4 separate regions of the Mus musculus genome follow, and regions 1, 3 and 4 are each linked to region 2. The links are chromatin contacts, called in public Hi-C, HiChIP or PLAC-seq and promoter capture Hi-C maps. All regions are on one chromosome and are shown on one strand. Each heading gives the region's core, a stretch centred on a gene start, on an enhancer-like site or on the middle of the called end of the contact. The rest is flanking DNA. Distances are from core to core; before and after follow the strand shown.

Region 1 (4,066 bases), core at 1,428-3,927, 850 kb before region 2:
GGTAGGGTGGATAAGCCAGGATAGAAATCAGGGTCATTCTTCAGACTAGCGAAAGGAAGTATGCCCAGAAGCCTGTCAGCATGCTGTGTATGAGGTATGTACGTAGAACACCAGGGTCTAGCTGGATGTCCAGAGGAATCTAGACTCAAGTCTGGGACAACCTAGAAATGTAGGAGACATTAGCATGTAGTCTTATTCTATAGGATGGTCATCCTAAGGAAGAAGAAAGTTAGAGGGGGGCCTAAGAAACATCATAAAAATCAGCAGCAGGCCAGGCGGTGATGGCGCACGCCTTTAATCCCAGCACTCGTGAGGCAGAGGCAGGCAGATTTCTGAGTTCGAGGCCAGCCTGGTCTACAGAGTGAGTTCCAGGACAGCCAGGGCTACACAGAGAAACCCTGTCTCGAAAAACCAAAAAAAAAAAAAAAAAAAAAAAAAAAGGAGCTAAGTGCTCTCCAGCTCAGCTCTTCAGCACTTTTATTTATTTATTTATTTATTTATTTATTTATTTATTGTCTAAAGTAATACAGAGGAGTCACAGACTGGCGACAGACACCGGTCTTCTAGGCTCCAGGTAATTATCACAAAGACTGCTGTTAGGCCCATATGAGATTCAGAGTATGCGTGCACAGGTGAGGTTTGGGGAATGAGGACATCAGTATTCTTATGCTACTCCTCAGGGACCAGTATCCTCACTTGAGTGGTGACAGCAATATGGTTACTGTTAGAAAAGCCTTCCTAGGCCATGGAAGAAGAGGGGCCCTTGCAATCCAGAGCGTGCATAAGTGTGCTCTCCTACCCAGAGTCAGCCATTAGGCCCTGAAAGGACAGCATGACTGACCAGGGCTGACTGTGCTGCTGCTGACCCCCATGGGTGGCCGTCCTGGTCAGGTCCATTTGCATCCAAGGATGCCCCGGGCAGTGTAGTGTCCATAAACAGAAGCTTCCGTATCTATCTCTCATCTGCTCAGCGCCCGTGGGAATGAACTCCCAAGCTTTCCATTTCCCCTTAGAAAACGTAGCATACTTGACTATCTTCCTTCCTGATCTTAACATACCGGGTCACACGGGCCTTTAAGGAGAGGGTGTATTTAAGTGACAACTGACAGGTGGCTCGATGGGAACGCCAGTTGCTGACACACCTGACCATCTGAGCTCACCAAGACTCCCCGTGGGAGGAGAAGAGAACTGACTCTTAGGAGCTGACCTCTAACTCTGACATGAGTGTATGGGGACACCAGAAACACACACACTCATACACACACACACACACACACACACACACACACACACACACATATGCATACACTCATATACATAAACCACCTCACATACTCCATACATACACATACATGCACACTCACACACTACATATCCCACACCCGCATACAAATAGATAAATAGTATTAAAATGCATAAATATTATCATATACCACAATAAATAAATAGCATTAAAAATGTATAAAGATAGCTTCAGGCACCTATAAGAAGCTATTTCTCCCTCTTGGGATCCTTAAGAGCAAGTTTAGAATGAGCCAGCCACTGGGAGCTGACTCCTGTACTCCCACCTCTGTCCCCCAGTTGATGATGTCCCCATTCTTAACCATACACCTTAATTCAAACTTGCTAAAAACATGTTTAAAAAGACTGTAATCTCTCCTGACCCCCACTTGCAGGCTTCTGAGCCCTGGCCCCCAAGCCCAGGCATGACTACCAGTCTGGCGCTGGCTGGAGGACATCCTTGCAGTGTAGGAGACTGAATCAAGTGAGACTCAGTTTAATGTTCTTGTCAGTTTTATTATTTATCATTCTAAAGACAAGCACATTTACAGCATACATGGCTTTGAATAAGCTAAGAATATATAAAACAGTGACTATATGTTCATATATATTAATACTGTCCCAAACAAATAAATAAATAAAAGTATTTAAATGCACTAAGCTGGGCAAATCCAAGTGTCGGGAGAGGAAACAGTTCTGTACAACATCTTTACATCTTTAAAGGACAGTAAAGGCAGCTGAGCTGCAGGAGCTCTGACAGGATCCGCACGGCATTCCCAGCTGACCGGAGACTGCACGTTCCTTTAAATGGGGATAGAAGCAGGACGGGCCGTCTGGAAAACTCTTTTCCTCCTGCAGGGAACAGCTTGGCCCCTGTGCGCAGCCCAGGAGCTTGCTGAGCCCACGCTGTGCGAGATGACCCTTCCAGGCATGTGTGAGGCTCTGGAAACCAGTCACAAAGCCTTCAGAGAAAACACTGAAGCCACAATCTTTTCTGTGATTAGCCAAGTCTTAGAGTTTTACAGTGATTCATATTATAAAACAGAAACGGCGAAAAGAGTTCCCATCCAGAAGCCTACGGATGCGTCAGCCCCGCCCGTTCCCTTTGTAAGTGTGGACAGGTCAAATGCCCTTTGGACAGAAAGGAAAGCTGGAGAACGTGGGAAACATTTAATTCTAAAACCTGAAGAAATATTTCTAAAAGGCAGTGATGTCAAAATGAGCAAAACCAAACAAACAAAAAACAAAAGACTAAGAGTAAATGAACCAACCAAGAGTTAAAAGGCTCAACCAGCCACACTGAGACTCAGCCATCTTTGATCAGGCCTGGGGCTTCAGGCCAATCTGATACCAGCAGAGCAGGCCTGGGAGGAGGGTTAGGGGAAGAGAGCTTCCTGGCTCTCACCTTCCACAGCCCTGCCTAGAGGGTGGGGCAGTGAGCCACACCACCCCTTAGCAGAGCACATCTTCCTCCCAGCAGGCAGGGGAGACAGGAGGCTGTCTGCACTTATGGAGAGGGATGCCTGCACCCTCCCTGACTCTTGCCAAGACTGGTCCTGCTTAAGCCTCAAATGTCCCAGATCCAAGCTGTTACCTGTTTCTAAAAGGAGCCAAAAAAAAAAAAAAAAAAAAAAAAAAAAACAAAAAACAAAAAACCAAAACAAAACAAAAACAAAAAAAACAAAAAAACAAAACAAGAAAAAACTAGCTAGACTTCTCTAAGAATCCCATGGTGGTCACAGACCATTAGTATCAGTGTCATGAATACAGTCCAGATACACTTCTTTTTTACAGCCTTTTAAATAACATATAAACAGAATTACGATGAACAGAACCTATAAAACATAAATCTCTAAGGAAAAGAATCTGCCACGTGCAGATAAGACTCATCATCACCTTGTAAAAGATGAACAGACTAAAGTGTATGAAATCCCTCATTTCCTGTCCCATAATCTCCTCTTAGACTCTCAAGGTAGGGGACAGGTTTAACTGTTTCTCAATAGCTGTGAAACAGAAGGGAGACTTAACCATCATTGCAAACCAGAAACTAAGACCCTTTCTCTAGACATTCAAACATAATATACAGCCTCTGGAAGATTATTAGAAAGTTCCCAGAAGCACATTTATTCTGAAAATATCTAAGTTTCGACTGTCTCTCCGGCTCTAAATCTCCATCTGGAGAGTTGTCTCCCAGACCCATGACAAGCCACATTGAAGGTCCTGATTGCCAGAGAACAAAGGGAGATACACCCTGTGGGGTAGAGCTAAATATACATGGAGCATACAGGGGTGGAGGTGGGGTGGGAAGCAGCGTCCAGGGACCTCACAGCTGGCTTTACATCTCAAGCAAACACTCATCTATGACTTGTAAGGGGCAGGAACAGTGTGGCCCCAGGTGTGTGAGCTCCTGATATGACCAACCAAGCTTTCTTTCTACTTTGGGTTTCACAGAACCTGGCGGCCTTTGAGGGCCACTAGAACCAGCCTCTCTCATAGCTTGGAGGTTCTTTTCCCCCAAGCTGAGTTAACATCTACTGTTCTACCAAGGACCTGAAGTGTAAGGGGGTAGGTACTTCCTGTTTTATATTCAGTCCTTTTTAAAGCAGAGTTTAAGTCAATGCTCACCTGTGAGTTACTGAATAGAAAAATAAACGGGGTGAGCAGGGCTAAGTGGATATTTGAAAAGTCTGCTGGAGTTTTAGCAGACCTAGCTGGCATCTAGGAACTATGACATTAACGGTACAGTGACAGCTGAAAGCTGGTGTTGAGAGCAGCCATTACTATC
Region 2 (4,096 bases), core at 1,548-4,047:
GAACCGAGCCTTTTCAAGGCCAAGAATTCTGGACCGAAGCTAGCTGGCTCACCGTTTGCCCTCCAGGTTTTTGACCCCAAGCCCTGGGGAAAAGGCAAGGGATATCCTGACAAAGCCACTGGAAAAGCCGCATCCTGGGCCTCAATGACGGATGTTTTCCTGCTTCCTTTTGGTGATGCTGGAAGGGAGGGGCCGGGAAGGGAGGGGCTTCCCAGGTGGACAGCTTTGATAATTGTCCTTTTGGAGGAAGTCCTTTTCCTATGACCCAGTGCCCTGGGTCCCAGTGGTCAGAGAGCTCCTTGAAAAATGGCCGACCCTAATCTTTTCACTCAGCCACCAGTGGAGAGACAACTGCGGAATGGAAAGGGTCCAGGTCCAGCAGGCCTTGAATAGAGCCCCAGTGCACACTCCCTGTCTCCATCTTGCCACTTTCCTCAGGAGGGATAGTTGCTAAGAAGCAGGATATGCCGGGCGGTAGTGGCACACACCTTTAATCCCAGCACTTGGGAGGCAGAGGCAGGCAGATTTCTAAGTTTGAGGCCAGCCTGGTCTACAAAGAGAGTTCCAGGACAGCCAGGGATACACAGAGAAACCCTGTCTCAAAAAAACCGAAAAAAAAAAGCAGGATACTACGGATACTACTCATGTACTGGGATCTGTGAGGGTTGGCTCCAGCGCCTGGGAGGCATGTAACATATCTTCTTGTGTTTCCTTTATTTGGCTAAAAGGCTTTAAGCCGTAGCAAAAGAGGCAAGTTAGGGAAGCCCTTATTCTGTCTGCCTGAATACAGATGACGGGTGTGATGTCTTCCATAGCCTATGCTAGGCAGGCCTGGAAGATGTTTTTGCAATTTTTTTTTCTGTATTACTGTATTTTTTTCTTGATGGACAATCCAGGATCCTTATTTTTTTCTGCCAGCTGTCCTTTTATTAAAAAGCATGAATCACGAACAAGTAGTCATGAGAGGAAACTTTATCTTCTGCCCACCCACTTGTGGAGAAGACCTGTGACAGTAACCAGTGCGGCAGGAAGGGGCAGAGGAAGAGTGGTGGGGGGTGGAACGCTATCGCTGGGGAGCCCTGTGCCCAGAGGCTAACTGGCTCTGTTAGTGGAATGGTCTCATTTCTACCTCCATGCCTGGCTTAGAAGACCCTGGCGCCTGCCATGAAGGTACAGAATACTGTCCCTGCCAGTGAAACTAAAACCTTTTGAAACTTTCCACTGGGGCCACCTTGGAGGTAGAGCCAGGGAGCTCAGATCACTACCAGGCAGCCCTCATTTCTAGGGGCAAGGCTTACAGGTGAGAAGGAAACACAGCAGGAAGTGGAGGTTAGCCTCATGGTTGCTGACTGCTGAAAGGATGGAGCTTCTGGGCTCACAGTTTTCCTACCTCTCCCTTCCCAAGCAGGTGGGATGGACCATATAGACTGCGTCCAGCGCCAGGATCTCACTAAAAATGTCACCTTGCTCTTTGTGTGGATTTGAGCCCTTTTTTTGTTTGTTTGTTTGTATCTTGCTTAATCTCTTATTCAGTGAGAGAAACAGTAGCTGGCTTGGAAGTCCTGTTTCAGCCTCCTGGAGCTGAGGAGTCTTAGCTTTTAGCGAATCCTGAGCTTGGAGTGGGGCTTGCCCTTAGTAGATGAACAGGAGCCTGGTCAAGAGGAGTGTGCATGGCTCCCTCCCTGGCCAGCTTCCATAGGACACCCTCCCTGCCCACCCCTGGCAATAGCTGGCCTGCCTCCTATCTCTGAGGTCACAGCTTTGTTTCCTAATGGAAAGGAGCTGGGAAACGTGGCTCTGGCCAGCGAGGGAGAAGGGGCCCTTCTGTGTCCCAGTAAAGACCCAATTGTTACTGAAACCAAACTGGGCTGCCATTCTCGATTACTCCCATTGCTCTTCTGCTCTTCACTTCTCAGGTGCCACGTTTTAGCCCAGAACAAAAGCTGCTGTCGGACTGATTTATACTCCAGATTTTACTTATGGGGTCTGAAGTGTTTTTTCCCCTCCGGGACTGCCCCCTGGGGCTCAAAGTTACCACAGAAACCTCCAGGCCTCCTTCCCTTCGTCCCTGTCCTTTGATTCTGGTTAGGGGTGGTCTCCAGGTACCGCTGGGGCAGTTTCCCCGAGGTTTCTCAGTCCACCTGCCCACTGGAGGACCAGCTGGCTGGAAGGATTTGCCAGCCAGCACCGTCCAGGAGGCCACAGCTACAAGTTACTTCTAGGAGCGCCTGTGGGCGGAGGCTGGCAGTTCTGAAGGTGGTGGTGGTTCGCTGCGTGGCTCCCTCCAGCCTCTTTCATCTGAACCGTGGCGCGCTCGTGCCTCTAGTTAATCAGCCTTCCAAGCCACACCAAGAGTCATTTCCCGGGGGTAGGCTCTGCTGGAGCCTGGAAACTAGGAGCTGCCTGCAGTCTTGGGGTCTCCTCTGCCTGTGAGCTGCTCCTTCCAGTCCAAGGGTTAGGGCCAGAAAGGAGGACAACTTTGGAGTCAAAAGACTGACCACTGTGGTTAGCACCTGAGAGAACCTTCAGTTTCTTCTCTTGCTACGCCACCCCCTTCGGGTACAAGTCCCAAAATGGTTTGCCAGTTTTCGTTCCCGTAACTGGAGCGTGGGGAAGCCCCTCAACCCTTCCAGAGAGCCCATCCCGCCTCAGGACTTGAAGGCACACTTCACCAGGTGAGTGCAGTTCGTGCAGTTCCCGGTGGCAACGCCTGGAGTCCCTCCCCGCCCCCCACCCCGCCCCCTCCCCGCCTCCGGCCGCTGTGGCGCAGACCTTGACTCACGAGCTGCAAGAGTCGTAAAGGGTCCCCAAGCCTCAGTGCCGGGTAAGCAAGGCAGCGGGTCGCAGCCCCCTCCTGGGCGGGCCTTCGCGTCCCGCCCCCGGCCACCACTCGACACCCTCTGCCTGACGTCAAGGGGTTGGGGGCGGAGAGCGGCGGTGGCGGCGGCTGCAGCGGAGAAAGAACCGGCGCCCGGCGCGGTGGAGCGCCGAATCCGAGCTCAGGGGCGCCGAGAGCCGTGCTGAGACCGAGGGGCGGTGGCACGGGACAGCCTTAGCGTGCTGGCGGGCGGGCGCAGTCTGGAGCGGCGCGGGGGCAGGGGAGGACGGTGGCCGGAGTCAAACGCGAGGGCAGCGCCCAGGGATTGGAGCTGCACGAAAGAGGTGAGTGAGGCCGGAGCGGTGGGGCCCCGGGGCCGCTGCTTTGTCCCCTTGCTTGGGTAGGGGCTAGCGCGCGCGCTAGAGGACAGCGTCTAGGGGTGCAGGGCGGGGCGACAGCAAAGACAGCTGTCCGATCCGGGTCCCTCTTGAGTCCGCCGCGGGCTGCCCAGTGGCGATCGGCATCAAGGCAAGCAGTGCCTGCAGCTCCACTGGCCGGAGCAGCGGGAGCCTGGGGGTACGGACAGCGCTAGGGGCAGTGGGGGACCCTTGGGCTGTCCAGCGCGCGGTCCGAATCTTTGCCAGGCTCGCGAACTGCTCGGGTTCCCCCCACCTCGACGGAAAGTTAGGGGCGGGCTTGGACCGTGGCCGATGTTGTGGGATCGGATTTCCCTAGCGCGGCCCCCCGCCCTCCCGTTCTGCTCCGGAGGCGGGCTGGCACTGAGAACCAGCCCCCTAGCCAAAGCTCCGCCGCCCGGTCCCTCTCTGGAGCGCCGCAATCCACGACCGGGTGTGCAAGTGTGGGGTGCAAATCCTGGTCCTGCACCCCTCCATCCCCTTGGCTGTCCGTGTCCCTTGCTTCGGGAAGAGCTTGGGGGTTGGGTCACCGCTACGCCTGCAGATTCTCGGAGCGCACCACCGGGTTTTGACCCCAGCCTAGGGTAATTGGCAGAGAGGAAACTGAGGGTGTGTCAGGGGGGACTGCTCCGGGGAAGGCAGCCCCAGCCCCCCGCCCTTCCCGCGCGGAGGTTCTTGGCCGACAGGGGGCGTCCGCAAGCCCGGCTTTGCCACGCTCCCAGCGCTGCCGCTTTGTTTGCATTCAAATCCCCGGAGCTGGGGGAGGGGAGAGTCCACAGTAGGGAGACCGAGACCGGGTCTTGGCTAGGAACCTTTGTTTTGGGGTGCAATCCTCAGATTCTGCATCTCTGTTCCCAGCCCC
Region 3 (3,892 bases), core at 12-2,511, 980 kb before region 2:
ACTGGGTTTATCATGCTTCTCCCATACCCCGGCTGGTGCAGAGCTGGGGGAAGAAGACTGTGAGCCTCTTTTGGGATTTTGAAAACAGCTTAGGAACAACGGAGAGAAATCTCACCACAGGAGAGCTGAGAAACCTATAAATATAATAGCTAATTATTAAACACTTAATTTTGAGACAAAAAAAAAACGTCCCCCCCAAAAACAAAAACCCCTCATTCCGATGTTGTATACTAGAGTTTTCTATTTTTGAATTACTGTCGTCTTCTGATCCAGATATTTATTGCCTTGGTGTTTGCCAGGAACAAGGCTGTTTCCTAGTTTTTTGATTTCTTGTATGTCTTTGCAGTGTTGTTGGGAGGATTATGGTAACAGGGAGGACAGACACATCTCTTATCTTATTAGCTCTGTAACCACAGGTAAACTCTTTAACCTTTTAAGCTCATCTGTGAGAAATGGGGATTAACATATATGATAAGCAATTAAAGATTTGCCGGGATTATGGTAAGAAGCAATTAAAGATCTTAATATATGCCAGGCTTGATAGCTAACAGATAACGTGCACAGGGGCAGGCCACTCACGTTTTCTATAGATGTCCATCCATTTCGATCTGAAACCAGTTTTAAACTTTAAGAAATGGTCATCTGACACGTGCTCAAGAGAGAAGGGAAGACTAACACTGCATAGTAGAAAAATCGGGGACATTAGCACTGAGTGGTGTGCCTTTAAACCCTAGTCATATTTGTTGCTTCTAGTTGCTCCAAATGGTCCTCCCTGCGTCTCTGCCTCCTCCTGGAAGCTGGAGGATAACGATGCTCCTCACTGATGCTGGCAGTGTAATGCTTGGAACAGCGGGCCTTGGAAGCTATGGTTGGATTAGAGCCAGGACCTGTCACCGCGCCTGGACCGCCAGAAGATGGGACCCAGAGCTAGGAGGAAAGGCCATGGTGACCAGGTTGTATTCCGTGGGCTCACTGGGGCCTTTGTTGCCTCCCGAGGTTGCATGCGCTCAGGCCGGAGGGTACAAGCCAGATGTGGCGGCTGCGCTCCAGCCCCGGCCGCAACACCGATGCAAAAAGGGGCTGGGGAGAAATATATAGGCTGCTCTATTGCGCCGTTGAGTGACAGGCTGGCCGGCCACTGGCAGCGGCGGCGGGGCGCTTAGGGAAGTGGCGGCCAATGGCTGGCGGGAACTGGGGCGGGGGCTGGGCAGGGGCTGTCCCTGGCGAGGGCGGGGCGCGCGGCCCGCGGCGGCGGAGGCGGCTCCAGCAGCGACGCCGGCGGCCGCGGCAGAAGCGCCCTGGCCCGCGGCAGGTGAGGAGCGCGGGGCGCCGGGCAGGGGGCGGCCAGGAGGAGTACGGCGGGGTCCGCGGAACACCCACCTGCTGGTGGCTGAGGCGGGGCGTCCCGAGGCCGCCGTCCGATCGCGCGCGCACCGGGCCTCGGAACCGGGAGCGGGGCGCGGGCCGGCCGCCCTCCGCGCCTCGCCGCAGCCGCAGCCCCTCGGTGCTGCGCTCCTTCCCGGTGGTTGGCCTGGAGCCTCGGGCGGTCCCGGAGCACCGGGAAAGTGCAGTGCTGTGTGCGCGTGCACCGAGACCAAGAGTTGCGGGCAGGATCCCGCGACTGGAGGGTTGGAAGGCTGGAGGGTTGGAGGGCTGGGGGGCTGGGGGGCTGGAGGTGGCGCCGCCGCGGGGCAGGTAGGGCGGGGGCCGCTTGCCTGCGGGGAACTAAGATGTTCCGGGAGGTACGGGGGGAGCGAGCCCGGATTCCTCCCAGGCCTGGGTTTCCTCCATCCCATGGAAGCGGCGAGTGGGATCCCCTCCCCGACCTCAGGTGGGGTCTCGGACCCCTCCAGGTGTGACAGGTGATGTCTGGAAGGCTTGGCGTTAAGTGGTGGCAGTGGTACGCTTCCCGCGCCCGCTTTTATTTCTCTAAGCGTTGTGATCTCAGGAGCGGGTTCACGGCTTACATTTAGAATTCGGAAATAGCTGTAGATGGTATGTTATCTTCTTCGAGCCTGCCATCTATTTTGCTGTTGTGCTTTTTGCTGCCGACAAATTATTTAGTAAAAGATAAAAGAATGACATGGTTATTCACTTGAATGTAAAAATCTAAATTTAGAATCATGTAACACGCGCTCTGTGGTTCAGGCTCCTTTCTCTTCCAAATGCTTAAAGAATAGTTTTACTAACAGGTTATGGTGACATAGGTTCCATTAACCCCTGAGTGTAAATCATAACACATACTAGACAATGAAATTATGTAAGCTGTATAAAAGAAATATTTATGTTCTCTAAGTGGAAAGGGCATGAGTTTTTCATAATTGCGGTTTATAAAGTTGTGCAGGCTTACGTCATGGTGTTCATTGATCCGGGGTGTCATGAATCGTGCCTCTTGTTCTTTCAGGCACCTCTGTTTTGTCTGTGGGATGCTGATGAAGGACTCTACCAAATGTTAACCAAAGTGTTCTTAGCCGTGGAACATATGGGATATTTCAGAGAACACTTTAAAAACTTAATTAAAAAAAAAAAACAAACCCAGATGCAAGATTGTTAAATCTATTAACAAAACATATTCCTCATTCTGCGGTTTAGAGTTGAAGCCTCTTTTGGAGGATGGAGGAATGGCTAGTTACGTAGTCATTTTTTTGTTCAAAGACTTGGTTGTTATCAATTAATATAGCCAGGACAGTCTTAAGGTAAGGGCGGTAGATAAGTATTCACATATGTGGCCTCGGACACAAATGTAGGTCACCTGTGTCTAACGAGCCAGCCTCAAGCTGCCTGGGGTGGTTTAAGGGTACGAGGTGTGTTCTGTTTCCTCCTCTCTGGAGATTTCATTCACGTGTGCTTCACGATGAAGCTTAGTTTGGAAAACCCTGGTGTAAAATGAATAGCTGCATTCCGGTGGAGTGTAACACTCCTCCTCCTTTTGAGATGTCAGAACTTATTAGTAGAATTCCCTAACCGTATCTTCCCTAAAATGGGGTTTGCTAACTTCTTAGGCCCAGTATTTAATACTCCATATGCTTCTGGGGTATTATGGATGGCTAATCTATAGCATTTATACTTTTATATAGGCTTCATTTGTATGTAATAAAACAACTTCTCTCTCTCTCTCTCTCTCTCTCTCTCTCTCTCTCTCTCTCTCTCTCTTTGTTGTTGTTTCTTGAAACAGGATTTCTCTGTGTAGCCTTGGCTGTCCTGGAACTTGCTCTGTAGACCAGACTGGCCTCGAACTCATAGATATCTGTCTGTCTTTGCCTCCCAAGTGCTTGCATTAATGGCATGGGCCACCACCACTTAGCTTAATAAAAACTTTTTTTTTTAAAGATTTATATATTTATTATGTATATAGCACTCTGCTTGCATGTATCCCTACAGGCCAGAAGAGGGCATCAGATCTCATTACAGATGGTTGTGAGCCGCCATGTGGTTGCTGGGAATTGAACTCAGGCCTTCTGGAAGAGCAGACAGTGCTCTTAACTGCTGAGCAATCTCTCCAGCCCCATTAATAAAACCTTTTAAATTATCATTTTAGAATGATTCTGCATATCTCTACTTCCTGATTTATGTCAGCTAGATATTTATTCTAATAATCAGCTCTACCTGCCCTTCCCCAACAAAATCCTCCCTGAAGCAAAATATGACTATATATAGACAGAAAGTGAAAAGTGTGTTTGTATAATGTCATACCAGGCTTAAAATTCCAAGTCACAGTTTACTGAGGTAGTGCCCCTGTTCTTAGAGTCAGAAGTCATCATTGAGTGTTTTATTGAGCTAATAGATTAGGTACTTGGTGGAATTTAAAATCATTGGATTTTGTTTTCCCAGTGAGGACCTTTGGTTGTAGGTGGTCAGCATGGGCATAGTTGGGATAAAGTTAGCCATGGGA
Region 4 (3,840 bases), core at 35-2,534, 790 kb before region 2:
GCAACACAGGCAGGGCATCCCAGGGGTCTCCAGGGACCCCACAGACAGGTTTGGCATCAGCACAACTAGAGGTAACAGCCCATGCTCACAAGCCCTTAGAGATGCACTCCAATGTCTTTAGTTCCTGTATAAATAAAACCCAACAGCAACAGGAACTAAAGACATCGGAGGCTTTAAAGGCAGTGTGCCATGTCTTTCTGGAGGAGGTAGGGGAGGCATCCTTCACCACCTGCTGGGTCTCTGACCTCCTCCTAAGTGGTACAGCTGTGGAGCCACTCAACACCGTGGCTGCCACTGTCTTCCTTTTGCTACAGCTTGTTCCAGAAAGATCCGCATGGCGGTTGTGCACTGCTTGCAAACTGGCCAGTAAGAGGAAAGGTGTCATGAGGACCTTTACCATCACCCCTTTCTCCACAATCTGCAGCTGAGCTCTGAAATGGCAACAGCAAAGAAACTAAAAGCTCCCACAAAGTAATGGAGATTAGCTGTCACCACCAGCAGTGACCGTGAACGCTGTTTAAAATCTATGTCTGCTTCTACATTTTAAAAATGGATAGCAGCTGGGTGGTAAAGGGATTGGGGAAAATGTACCATCAAGATTCACGTGTGTGTGTGTGTGTGTGTGTGTGTGTGTGTGTGTGTGTGTGTGTGTCTGTCTGCCTGTCTGCCTGCCTGCCTGCCTGCCTGCCTGCCTGCCTACAGAAGCCAGAAGTGTCAGATCTCCTAAAACTGGAATTATAGGCAGATGTGAGCAACCTGATATGGGTTCTGGGAACTGAACCTGGGTCCTCTGTGAGAGCAGCAAGAGCTCTTAGCCACTGAGCCATCTCTCCAGCCCCCAAGATTCACTTTTAACAACTACTTTCATGTCCAGCTGGAAGAAACCTGTAGAAAAAAGAAACTGAGGAAATCAGCATGCAGCAGGTATATCCTCCAGGTCCTTTGAGCCTCCCCTTACCAGCCCATCTGAGCCCTGACTCCTTGGTAGGACACTGGCAGTGGAGAGGAGGACTGGGCCTCCATCGGGTGAAATATTCTCTCACCTGGAGAATTCAGGCTATAGAAGAGCACAAGTATTGACTACCTCTGCCCCAAGCCTGGGGTTCAAGAGGACTAGGGTCCTACAGGCAAACACACACCCAAGTGAGCAGGTGTGAGACACATTATTCTAGAGCACAGTGTGAGGGTATAGAAAGTGAAGTCTGAAGACAGACACCCTGCACTGAACAAAAGATCCTAAAAGTGTCGTCAAACACTCTTGACATTGCTGCACAGCAACTGTGTAGGGCATGGCTAAACCACAAACATGAGGCAAGAAAAATAATGGTCACATGGTCGACACACAGAACACAATGTCAGGACTTCTCAGCTCTTGGTATGGTTGAGGGTTTTATTTAGCTATCTGGTCTCATCACAAACTCTAGGCAATTTAGGCTACCCTACCAGACATGGCTTCCTCATCCCTAAATATCACCTCCTTACCTGGGTATGTACGCTGCATCGATGGAGGTGGCCAAATGAAAGCAACCACATTTCCTGGGTTTTGTCCTGTGTCCACAGCAAAGCCTGCCCACAGCGGGGAAGTCACTGCTTCCTGTTGCTATGAGGACATCCATGTTCACAAAATAGAGGAGACTTGTCCCAGTCACTCTGTGCAACCAGCAAGGCTAAGGCAGGAAGGACGCTGATGTCCCTGCTACCATCTCACACAGGTGCTGTGGATGCTGCTGCATCCTGAGCCAAGCCTGACCTTGAACTGTGGGTCTTAATTTTGAGATTATAATTACATCCTTTCTCCTTCCTCACAAACTCTCCGGTGTATCCCTCAACTTGTTCTCTTTCAACTCTATCTTTTTCTGTAATTGTTGTTACACACGCCCCTCTAAATATATAAACAAACCCTGTTCAGTTTGTAAAATGTTATTTTTATGTATGTTTTCAGGGCTGTCAATTTGTATTTTATTTGTTTGTTTTTGATCTGTGTGATCCTGGATGGTCTTGAACTCATAGGCATGCCCCTGTCTCTGCCTCCTCAGTGCTGTAATTAAACGTTTGCACCACCTTGCCTGGCTCTTCCTTTATTTCTTTTTATGTTTGTTTATTTGTTTTTTTTTTTTTTCAATCAGGGTTTCTCTGTGTATCCCTGGCTGTGCTGGAAACCCTGTGTAGACCAGGCTAGCCTCAAACTCAGAGATCCACCTGCCTCTGCTGAAATCAAAGGCATGCACCACCACTGTTCAGCACTTTTCTTTATTTTTTAATCTTAAACCTACTACATGAACTATTGCAACTAAGTCCTTAGCACAACCATCGAACTATTATAACTAACTATTATAACTAACTACTTAAGTACATCCCAAGCGTCTGACTATGGAAAGCTTAACCTTGGAGCCATGTTCACAGTCACACAGTGGAAAAGATATCCCCTTCTTCAGAGTCTGTAGAATCTCAGATAAGAAAGCAAGTGTGGGGCTGCAGAGATAGCGGAATTAAAAGCACTTATTTTTGTAAAGGACCCAAGTTCAGTACCCAGCACCTATATGGTAGCTCACAGCCATCTGTAGCTCCAGTTCCAGCATATGTGTTATCTCTTCTGACCAATATGGTCCCCAAGCGTCTCTGTGTGTGTGTGTGTGTGTGTGTGTACACATATATGTATAAATATGTATATACACATATACACACATATGTGTGTATGTGTACATGTATATCTGTAGGAAAGATAATTAAATCTAAGAAAAAACTTAAAGTACTGTGAGAATTTCTGAGAGCTTCACAGCACAAGTGAATCTACACTGAATGATCCTAGGCCTGAAAAAGAGTCAAACAAGGATTCAAACGGCTTCTCCCTTCAGTTAACACTCCCATTAACACCCTCAGACACACTGAGAAGGATGTGATTCGAAGTCCAGTCAACTGACAATGACAGCTAGTCCCCCAATGTCAACAACTGCTCCAGAACTCCTCACAGAACTGGACTAGGATCATGGACTGATCTGACTGTAACCCGACCACAGTTATATACTCTGTCAGCTACACAAATCCCGACCCTCTCCTGTCTACAGAAGACAAAGCCTTCACCCATCTCCTGTAGACACACTTGGAGTCATTAAACCTCTCTGTTTCTCCCTGAACTGACTTTCTGCCCTTACCACTACTTACCTGTCACACTGGGACAGGTGGCTGACCCTAGTTGACTGGGATACCTGAGTACCAGGAGTATTGCCCTAAAATTCTGGCCGCATCATCTGTGACTGCACTGAGCCCACAGGTCTGCCAGGCTGGGTGCCAGGCTACAGAAGCATAAGAAAGCCTGACACCTGCCCCCTCTGAACACAGAAGGCCATCAGCAGATCGGAGAAGCACACTGCTCCGCCGCAGCCTCCTCCTCGAGCAGCACGACCAGACAGCTATGCGTGGAGTGGGTCAAGGGAGCTTTACTCTCCAATCAACTCTCGTATGACCCAAAACTGCTTTAAAATAAGGCTTATTAACTTTAAAAAAAAAAAGAGTTTCTGACATTAAGTCTGTGGGGTTATAGCCTCTGCACCCTACATGGGCAGGGCAGGGATTAATTAGTAAGTCATAAGAAAGCCTCCAACCATTTGCCTTTTAAGCTATAAATCCTGGAGTTTTGAATTCATCAGATTATTACTTTGAGCAATGTTCAGAAAAGTCCTAAATTTTCAAACAAATACAGCACTTTGTGGATATTCTACAAGGTCGCACGGGAGGCACAGGGCCTGAACCCAAGGAGAGGATTGCACAGGGCAAGTGTAAGGCTCTTCTAAAAATAGCCTGTGATGCTCCACCACCCCACTGGGGGTGAAACTGAGGAGA

What was found. Promoter capture Hi-C pulls out the DNA fragments that hold promoters and counts their contacts. A called contact is a pair of places that touch in the nucleus more often than the background predicts. HiChIP or PLAC-seq counts read pairs in DNA pulled down with a chosen protein or histone mark.
Region 1: an H3K4me3 HiChIP or PLAC-seq map of embryonic stem cells shows a contact between it and region 2, with 5 times the contacts expected there. The contact joins the enhancer-like site here to the promoter of Sema4c in region 2. A contact is called at or near these places in 6 of 39 promoter capture datasets (embryonic stem cells, hippocampal neurons, liver and 2 more), 3 of 115 datasets of contacts at active chromatin or transcription factors (embryonic stem cells and stem cell-derived neural progenitor cells) and 2 of 9 other capture datasets (adipose tissue and embryonic stem cells).
Region 3: a promoter capture Hi-C map of embryonic stem cells shows a contact between it and region 2, with 3 times the contacts expected there. The contact joins the promoter of Mgat4a here to the promoter of Sema4c in region 2. A contact is called at or near these places in 4 of 39 promoter capture datasets (embryonic stem cells, hippocampal neurons, liver and 1 more), 2 of 484 Hi-C or Micro-C datasets (B cells and embryonic stem cells), 2 of 115 datasets of contacts at active chromatin or transcription factors (astrocytes and pancreatic cancer cells) and 2 of 9 other capture datasets (adipose tissue and liver).
Region 4: a Hi-C map of bone marrow-derived macrophages shows a contact between it and region 2, with 11 read pairs. The contact joins the enhancer-like site here to the promoter of Sema4c in region 2. A contact is called at or near these places in 1 of 39 promoter capture datasets (liver) and 1 of 484 Hi-C or Micro-C datasets (bone marrow-derived macrophages).

The regions. Positions count from the first base shown.
Region 1 is chr1:37,408,447-37,412,512 of GRCm38.p6, reverse strand. It overlaps Inpp4a (inositol polyphosphate-4-phosphatase, type I), which reads right to left. Exons shown (of 26, transcript NM_030266.4): 26 at 1,773-4,066. Among named protein-coding and RNA genes, the nearest start is that of Coa5, 20 kb to the left of the region's middle. Within about 2 kb of position 2,677, at least 12 of the 459 cell types and tissues checked have an H3K27ac peak or open chromatin away from gene starts, as enhancers often do. A contact at or near this core is called in embryonic stem cells, where this site is marked.
Region 2 is chr1:36,557,082-36,561,177 of GRCm38.p6, reverse strand. It overlaps Sema4c (sema domain, immunoglobulin domain (Ig), transmembrane domain (TM) and short cytoplasmic domain, (semaphorin) 4C), which reads left to right and starts at 2,797. Exons shown (of 15, transcript NM_001126047.3): 1 at 2,797-3,162.
Region 3 is chr1:37,538,385-37,542,276 of GRCm38.p6, reverse strand. Mgat4a (mannoside acetylglucosaminyltransferase 4, isoenzyme A) reads left to right here and starts at 1,261. Exons shown (of 16, transcript NM_173870.3): 1 at 1,261-1,312.
Region 4 is chr1:37,342,170-37,346,009 of GRCm38.p6, reverse strand. The region is part of intron 1 of Inpp4a (inositol polyphosphate-4-phosphatase, type I); the gene reads right to left. Among named protein-coding and RNA genes, the nearest start is that of 4930439A04Rik, 9.9 kb to the right of the region's middle. Within about 2 kb of position 1,284, at least 25 of the 459 cell types and tissues checked have an H3K27ac peak or open chromatin away from gene starts, as enhancers often do. A contact at or near this core is called in bone marrow-derived macrophages, where this site is marked.